3 separate regions of the Zea mays genome follow, and all the other regions are linked to region 3. A link is a contact called in public Hi-C data. All regions are on one chromosome and are shown on one strand. The core of a region is the stretch at or near the end of the contact, and the rest is flanking DNA. Distances in the headings are between cores, read along the strand shown. Region 1 holds the start of LOC100276961. Region 2 has its middle 24 kb from the start of LOC103626716. Region 3 has its middle 54 kb from the start of LOC100275772.

The links. Hi-C and Micro-C count contacts between places; a contact is called where the count stands out from the background.
Region 1: a Hi-C map of tassel shows a contact between it and region 3, with 4 times the contacts expected there. The contact joins the promoter of LOC100276961 here to the enhancer-like site in region 3. A contact is called at or near these places in 3 of 25 Hi-C or Micro-C datasets (ear, leaf and tassel).
Region 2: a contact with region 3 is called in a Hi-C map of tassel, with 8 times the contacts expected there. The contact joins two enhancer-like sites. A contact is called at or near these places in 5 of 25 Hi-C or Micro-C datasets (bundle sheath, ear, leaf and 2 more).

What each region holds. Positions count from the first base shown.
Region 1 is chr5:95,278,937-95,281,665 of Zm-B73-REFERENCE-NAM-5.0, forward strand. It overlaps LOC100276961, which reads right to left and starts at 1,332. Exons shown (of 3, transcript NM_001150649.2): 1 at 794-1,332. The coding sequence starts at 1,226.
Region 2 is chr5:94,820,495-94,823,481 of Zm-B73-REFERENCE-NAM-5.0, forward strand. No RefSeq gene overlaps it. Among protein-coding and RNA genes, the nearest start is that of LOC103626716, 24 kb to the right of the region's middle. Within about 2 kb of position 1,412, at least 20 of the 20 cell types and tissues checked have an H3K27ac peak or open chromatin away from gene starts, as enhancers often do. A contact at or near this core is called in bundle sheath, ear, leaf and 1 more, where this site is marked.
Region 3 is chr5:95,075,186-95,078,201 of Zm-B73-REFERENCE-NAM-5.0, forward strand. No RefSeq gene overlaps it. Among protein-coding and RNA genes, the nearest start is that of LOC100275772, 54 kb to the right of the region's middle. Within about 2 kb of position 1,611, at least 16 of the 20 cell types and tissues checked have an H3K27ac peak or open chromatin away from gene starts, as enhancers often do. A contact at or near this core is called in bundle sheath, ear, leaf and 1 more, where this site is marked.

The DNA.
Region 1 (2,729 bases), core at 82-2,581, 200 kb after region 3:
TCGCACAAAGTTCAATTACTTCTGTGCTGAAGAAAACAGTTTCCTCAACCTTACCTTGCATGTCCCCACTAATATTTATTTCTTTTTCAACCAACACAAAACATTGTTCTGGATTTACTTAGTTCAAGGATATCATATTTTGATAATGTTCAAGATTCTGCCAATGGAATGGCAAGGACACATTCAGTTGTAGAACACAGATCTCTATTTGCCTGGGGGAAGTAAAAGCAGGAAATGCAATCAAGGTTATTTGAGAAATATATCACACATTGCATTTACTTTCCAGCGGTGGATGACCAAATGAGTGGCATCTTCTCAACATGAATGTAGCTGAGCAAAATGTCATAAATAACTAAAACAAAGGGAAATAGCACCCCAGAAAAAGAAAAGGTGGGCAATTCTGTTATTTTTTTACCTTTTCTAAGTCCGATTGTTAGGGATGACAAGATGGGCAGGAGTATTTGCACCGTTTTTGTTTTCTAAGAAGATGAACGAACGATTTTTTTTCATAAGGAACTGTGATTATGCCGATGTGACTACATTCAGAGCAGCATTCAGGCTTGTTGCTGACGACGTTATCTAATTTCGCCGCCCTTCTTTATAAATGTTGCCACCTTGCATGACGTGTTGTCGGGCTACATTTTTAGTTTCTAAATGAAATTACATACAGGGGATCTTCTTCTTGTTTTTTTTTTAATTCGCTGTTGTACCCGAGTGTAACTCCCATGCTCAAGAAATAAAGAAAGGATAACGTAATACTAGTAGGGGACAGGATAGCAGAGAGAGAGCCAACCTGCGGCAGCTACTTTGGTGGAACTATCCCCGGCGCGGCGATTGGCCGGGGCCGCCTCTCCTCGCCGCGCCGCGCCCCCGCCAAAGCCCATCTCCCGGAGAAGCTGCTCCTCAATGTCAGTGGAATATGTTTTCCCCTCGCCAAATCCCGCCGGTTTGGGCCGCATCGTCAGAAACTCCTCCTCGTCTATCTCCATCTCTTCATCGCCATCGTCGGACTCCCAGTCCTCTGCCTCCGTCTCATCCTCCTCGCCGCCGTCATCATCGAGGCTGGGGCCGGCCACGGGCTCGCGGTGGCGACGCCCGTATTTCCTCAGGCGGGGGAACGCGTAAGAGAGGTTGGCCCAACGCGCCCGCGAAGGCCGGGGCCGCGAGAAAGCGAGCGACGTCGCTGCCGTGGTGCACGCCGGTGGTGGGAGCAGCAGGAGTGGCATTTCGGTGTTCTTTATCCTCTCCCTCAGCAACGGCCAGGCCAGCCGGTTCAGACTTCACAGTATTACAATTGAGTGCTTCCCGCAAGAGCTGACGGCCTGGGCCTTCAGGCGCACTGTTTTCATGTTGGGCCAAGTTTTCAGACAACCGAAGATCGGGGGCCTGCTTCCGAGCCTAACGGCTAACAACACGCGGGCAAGAACACGGATTAACATCCACTGGTTTCGGCAACCCTTCCGCCGCAGCCCCGCTCTTTCTATTCATTTTTAAATATCTCTCTTTCATTCAATTCCCTATTTCTCTTCTCTGGTTATTCCTTGTATTCAGCTCTCATTTACATTTTAAGAGGTATATATATCTCTACTATATTAAAGCACCAGTTTTAACGGTCGTCCTACGTCAATAAATTTTAAAAACTCCTTGCATTTCTTCGAAAACAACCCGCACTCCTACGGGTATATACGGTCTCTGGTGATCACGAAATATACGGTCTCTGTTCATAATTTTTTTTTGTTGGTGACGAAATATATAAGCATAAGCTTTACCAAGAAAATCATAGATTAAGCCAATCCTGCCAAATCGTATGAGAACGCAAATTATAGGACACATTTCTCTACTATAATTAAAGCATGGCACTTCTCTACATGATAGTAATTATCATTATATGTGCACGATGCACTGAGATATCAGTGTGTAACAAGTCACAGTATTATCTTATCTCTTCTTATCTAAATTGCCCTTATTAAACCCAATTTATGAACATGAAGCACAAAGTCGAGTTGCGGCTTTTGCTGATTTGCTCTATATCAGTCCATTGCTGACCTTCCACTACGATAACTGCTAACTGAGCCATGTTCATCACTTATTTAATATATAACAAGAATGTTGGAGCTACAAACTGCATTATAATGGGTCTTCGACCTACAAATTGCATGTTTTCATAAAACAGGTGAATTGCTAAGTAATTATTATTATAAGTGCATGATGCACTGAGATATTGGTGCTAACAAATCACAATAGTATTTTATCCCTTTTTATCTGAATTGTCATTATTAAACCAAATTTATGAATAAGAAGCACAAAGTCAAGCTACAACTTTTGCTCTATATCAGTTCATTGGTGACCTTCCACTACGACCATTTGCTACTTCATATTTTTTCTTAAATGGGGTACCAACAAAAACATCTTTATAGTTGGTTTAATTGTAAAGGTTTAGAAAATGTTTGAATAAAAATCGTAGAAACGTACGGACACCTAACTATAATAGGTAGCAGAGAAAAGATATATCTATCTCTACTACCTATTAAGAAACTACTGTAGACCACGGGAGCTACCATGCCCCCTTCGTCCGGCCTCAGCTCTGCGATGCTCGGGATATGCGCCCCCTGCCAGCGCAACCTCAGTGGTCCAGGCCTCGCCCCTCTTCTGTCGCCCCCCCCCCCCCCCCCCCCCCCCCGTCCCGCCTCCCCCTCTACGCACACGCCCATCAGCTTCCCATCAAGTTG
Region 2 (2,987 bases), core at 162-2,661, 250 kb before region 3:
ACATAATACAGACTGCCCAGCTGGCCAGCTCCTTCGCGAGAGCTCGATCCACTCGGCCTCTTTAGCAGTGATGGGCCAACAAATGGAGTAATCTATCACCCCAAAAAAAACATAAGGCCGTAAAAGATGGTCTTTAGATACAATTACACTTATTTGGGCTGACCAGGTACGACAATTACCTGCGAACGATGTTGGTCACGAGCGAGAAGAAGGAACCGTAATTCACTTATTTGGGCTGACCGCTTCTTACATCCGTACATGGGCTTTATATGGCCCATTGCTCGTGGCCTGTTACCCCGCTATGCACTAGTGTTGCGCTTTTTTTCATTTAAAATATTTAGATTTTAAAACTATACTCCAGAACTGAAATATTGCGAAAAAAAAATGAGTGGCTACCGTCCCAATAATGGACTACAGAGGCTCAATTATGAATATTTTTGCATTTTTTTGGCACCAGGATCCCTAGGGGACCTGCCGCCGAGTATAGGGGCAAAAAAGACCCCCTCGTCTCTATACTCTTATTTTTTAAATAGGGTGTTTGGTATGTTTCATATGAGGAAAAAATATGCGACGTCTTGTCTTGCAACTCCTGGCACTACTAGCCAGTACACCTATGATGATAATTTCTCATATAGAATATACTAAACATCTTATTTAATAAGGGCAAAACATGTGTCGCCCCTCCCTCGACCAAGACGGTGTGATATCAAAGAATGAATATCTTTGGTACAAGATTGCGATATCACAAAGGTGCATGGCATGTACAAAGCTCTGAGATTAATCTCAAGAAAATGCTTCTGAACACCATGGTATTTTTCCCTTCATACTCAACCAATTGTCATAACCTTAATTCTGCAAAAACCCTAATACCTGATTACTCCAAACCAAACAGACTTGCCACTGCTAGCACGCACGTGCCACACCAGCGCGAGCAAAGCCGGTGGTTTGGTGCGTGCATGCAGGTGCAGCGTCTGGCTGGCAGAGCGCGTCGTCGCCGTGGACAGGAGGATTTCTTTTTTGTTTTCTGAACAAGGACAGCAGGATCTTTTTGCAGGACACAGGACGACGCCATCTATCACGTCGGCGTCGGCGTCGGCGGGGCCTGGTAGCGTGGACTCCGCGTCATGCGCCCATGCCCGTGCCGACACGCACCGGACAACTCGTGCATGCAACCTGGCCGAGCGGCGAGAGCGTGCTTATTAATTTATTTATTAATTAATCAGATCAGAAGAAGCCCCGGTGGAGTGGAGTGGAGCCACGCGCGCGCGCATCTCGACGGCGATTTTTCAGGCATGAACGCGCCGCGACCGACCGACCGAGCGCCCTGACCACGCGCTCACGCACACACTTACGTAAGGAACAGTTGGATGCATGCATGGCACTGGCACAGCACAAGAAGCACATGTTCCCCGTGCGGTGCGGCACAAGTGAGGACCCAGCGCAGCAGCAGAGGAGATCTCCCACTTCTCCAAGTACATGTACTCCTACCCACCAACACTTTCTGCTCGGTTGGAGAAGCATGCGGACGCAAGGGAATCAGAAGGCGGTGGGTGGTTGGTGAGTCTCTTGCGTCTCATATGCTACTGTCCACGTACACAGATCTAATCTAGGATAATCCGGGGTACCTAGCTAGCACTACGAGTATGTAGTAACTAATTAACCTGCGGGGTGTACTATAGCTAGCTTAAGAAAACAAAGGAGAGGAACCAAGTATATATGACGGACAGCGCTAAGGCTATCGTCTCCAGCAGCTCTCCTACTCCCTCTAGTCTAAATTGACGTTTAAGGCAACGAAGGAATGGATCAAAAATTTTGATGTTTTAGCTTTTGCATGCAAATTTAGCCGTTTTTGCCCCTGCATGCGCGCTTAGCGTGCACCAATGTTGCGCATTTAATTCCCCTTGCTACATGGGGCTCCTTATTTTCTCTGCATGCATGCGTATTAAACATGCTGAAATTGTGGAGCAGCATAGACACTTTGTCACGAGCTAAAAAGAAAAGAAAATGAAGACCGGCATTACCAATTTCATTGTTCGGTGGTTCCATATTCAAATCCATCATGAACAAGCACCACAGTTAGTAGTAGAGTAGTAGTATCTGGTTAGCTGGATTATTTTGGATATCTGGCACCAGTACGTTTGCAATGCATCTAGTGATAGCTAGCCGGATTACATCCACGCATCGGCAACATTGGCGCGAAAAAAATGGCATGCAGCGGCAACATTGGCGCGAACGAAAAAAATGACGGATGCAGCAAAATAAATCCCATCGCGAAAAAAGGGCCTCTAATGCACGGCCAGGAGTTGAACCGGAGACCGTAGGCTTCAAAAATGTCTTTCCAACCACATGAGCTAAGAGAATATAATGACCTCCAATGCCACACGACCTTATTTACTAAAGGTAAAACGGGAAACATGCACTCTAGTTAATGACTTCTCGTCAAGAATTTTAGACCTGGAGGGAGTATATCCCATTCTCTATCTTGTTTTCTATATCAAACCCCGCTCAACAAACACTATTATATGTGGTGCAAACATTATTTCGCACACGATCATATGCATGATAACGAGCGGGTAACGAGGCACCATCAACATCAACAGTAGAGGCACCGATCGAGCCCGTTCCATTAGTACACAGACGCTCTATAGCGGCGGTTGTGAACCAATTTTCACTAGTGTTTCTTGGAACCGCCGGTGCTAGGAGCCAGTAGAAATTATCATTTTACAGGCGGATAACTAAGAACCGCCAGTGAAAATCGATTTCACTGGCAGTTGAGTTAAGAAAATCGCTAGTGAAAAGTATTTTCATAAACATTAAACGAGTTTTTAAAACAGAAAAAATTATTTCAAGAGACACCCAGCCCTCGCTCGTCTCAGTCATAAGTCATGGCATTTTTCACATAAAATTCGCGCGTTACGCGGTTGTTAGTGAAAGGATCACGATGCCCAAGAGGGGGGGTGAATTGGGCTTTTCTAAAAATCAACACT
Region 3 (3,016 bases), core at 361-2,860:
CGTAGTGAATCCCTGGACATTCACCTGGGTAGTGAAGATCGGGTCTATACAACCCAGGCTGGGAAGGGATCACGACTCGTGCGTAAAGTGTGCAACCTCGGCAGAGTGTTGGAAACTGGTATATTAGTTGTGCCCATGATTATGAGCAGCCTTGTGAGCTCCTTTGATTAGAGTTACTCTGGATACTTTTATGATGATGTTTAATGATGACGATTATAACTATGGTATTTTGGTATTTCCTCTTTGAGGGAGTGCCATTTGGGTAATAACTTGGGTTTATTACTAAAACTTGGTTTTCTATTTAGTAATAAATACCTGACCAACTAAAAGCAACTGATTCAAGCTTAATTCCACATACAGCTAGTCCACTTTAGCCAAACGGGACATTTACTGAGTACGTTGATGTGTACTCACCCTTGCTTTAAAAACCACCCAACATCAGGTTGTCCCTATTGCAATAAGTGCTCAGGAGAAGATGAAGGCAACATGGAGGACTTTCAGGACTTCGACGAATTATAGTTGTGTTTAGTGGTGAACCCCCAGTCAGCTGCCTGTGAAGGCCTTATCGTACTATGTTTCGTGTTCGCACTTTGATCTATGTTAAGTTAATGACTCTGTGGATGTCTTGGACATCATGATGTAATAAGTACTTATTTCCGCTATTATTTTGAGCTATGTGTAATAATGTCCAATTATGTAATCGCTGTGTACGTGAATTTCTAATCCTGGCACGTACATGATTTACATTCGGTTTGTCGTCCAAAACCGGGTGTGACGAGCAGGGATGACAATTAAATGGGGACTAGAGCTGTAAAAGAGCCAGACTCAGCTCGACTCGATGCATGAGCAGGCTGAGCTCGGTTAGATTTAACGTTTCTACGATCTCGAGGTAGAGGCTTGACTCTGGCATGCAAGTCGGCCTGCTTTGCTTCTTGATTCTAGAGAAGATAACTAGTATAGGCAATGCACATGAATAATAAAGCATAGGCTAAGTAAAATCAATTGATCGAGCAATGTAGATAACATATAATGAAAAAAAATTAAGTAGATTTGTGTATCCAAATTTTTGGGCTCTTAGTCTCTATTAAATCAATTTGGACCTAGCTCGTGAGCCAGCTCAAGAGCTTGAACGAGCTGGCTCGACTCTAGCTACATAACAAAAGCCCAAAAACTTGTTGAGAACTATGTTACCACGTATCACTAGATCCGCTTTCTTCGCTCCCGTCACCAGTAGAAGCGCGAGAAGTTATATAACCTCGTTCTCTTTCCTAGCAATCCATACACTCAGAGAACACACAAGACACAATATGTAGGATTGAGTCTCTGGTCTCTTTTTGTCGTTCTCATATTATGAGGGGTATAGGCTTCTTTATATAGAGACGTGAGACCACTCAAGAGTATATTCGGTATTTACCCACATAACCTTTTATTAGGGTTTCTCAACAAAACTAACTTCATTTGGCTCATCTAAGGCTCGGGAGTCGAACCGCTTCTAGCTCAAGTAGTCTCATAAACTTGGAGCTTTTTTCCAATTGAGGACCGCTGCAACCCGACAATATCAGCCGAAAAAAGATTGTGTGTTGGGCAAGAAGCTTACGACCCAGCAGTCACTCCATGACAATGAATCAGCCCATGTAAGACCGTGTATAGGGGCAAGAAGGTTACGGCCCAACAGTCTCTCTATGGCAACGAATGTGGCATTGGCCCAAAAAGTTAAGAAAAACGAATGTGGGCTCGACCCAAAAGTAGAAGTAAAGAAAAAGGAGAACAAATATCGTGGGCAGCAGTGTTACCCCAGGATTAAGTGGGCTAATACGAACATGTACTCTTTCGTTTCGTAATAATAACAAGATAAGTCTACCCATATTTTTGTCTCTTTGTATCTAGGAATGACAATGGTTCGGATTCGAGCTGGGTGGAGAAAAATCTATCCACGGTCGCATATGTGAAGTCTAACTAAACCCACTCACGATCATACCCACGGGTGTAATTCCAAACCCGTACCCGAACTCGTCGGGTTTCAGGTGGGTTTTAGGTCACTCATGGGTTTTCTACATTAAGGACTTTTAAACAATAATTCAACTATAAACAATTAAGTACTAATTCGGTGGCGGAGCCAGGAATTTTGGTTAAGAGGGCCTTTCTGCCATATTATTATATACTAGTTAGTTGCCCATACATTAATAAGGTTTCTATATATCATATAAATAGACTTTGCTCAAATGAGATATTTATTCAAACACGATTATGTTTCTTATTTTAAAATTATTACTATATAGTTACAATATCACTTCTTCATATAACACAAACATACATAAGTTACGGTGGTAGAAGCCAAACACCTCAAACCGAGTGGGTAGGGTTCTAATCTTTGGCACCCCAGTCTGTCTGGTTCAGATATAGAATCCTGAAAATTTGATTATAACTATGAGATGCGAGAAATCTGTTGTGAGCTGATGATTGTAAAAAAACTAAAATTTGTTTGGTTAAAACAAATATCAACTATAGATTCTATAAGAACATGAAAGTTTTGTAACATGAATGACAGAAATCTAGAAAATCTAAGGTAGAAGGTTATTCTGAATTGAACTAGAGAAATTAGTACATTTTTAGCAATCTATTTTACTATTGTACTCGTTTGATTGAGAATCTAGATTTTTGGCAGGAAATCTGGTTCAGAAAGCTAAACCAAACACTCTCTTATATTAGTAGAAATTTATATAACATATAACATTGTAATATCTGCTAGTTATAGTTTATATGCTCACCAAGTAACATATAACACGTCAACTAAGCAACATATATGCACAGGTGCAGGATAGTTCGTAGCGGAAACTGACTAACAACGACACGACAGGAGCCCTCGGTGGGGCGACGCATGGGCATAGAAGGACTACGATACGAGCGTGCAGCAACATATCACGGATTCACGATTTATAAACATGAAGAACGAGATCACGTGATAGGATTTCCGTTTAGTTGCGTATCATGCGTTGTATTTCGTTTGAGCTTTGAC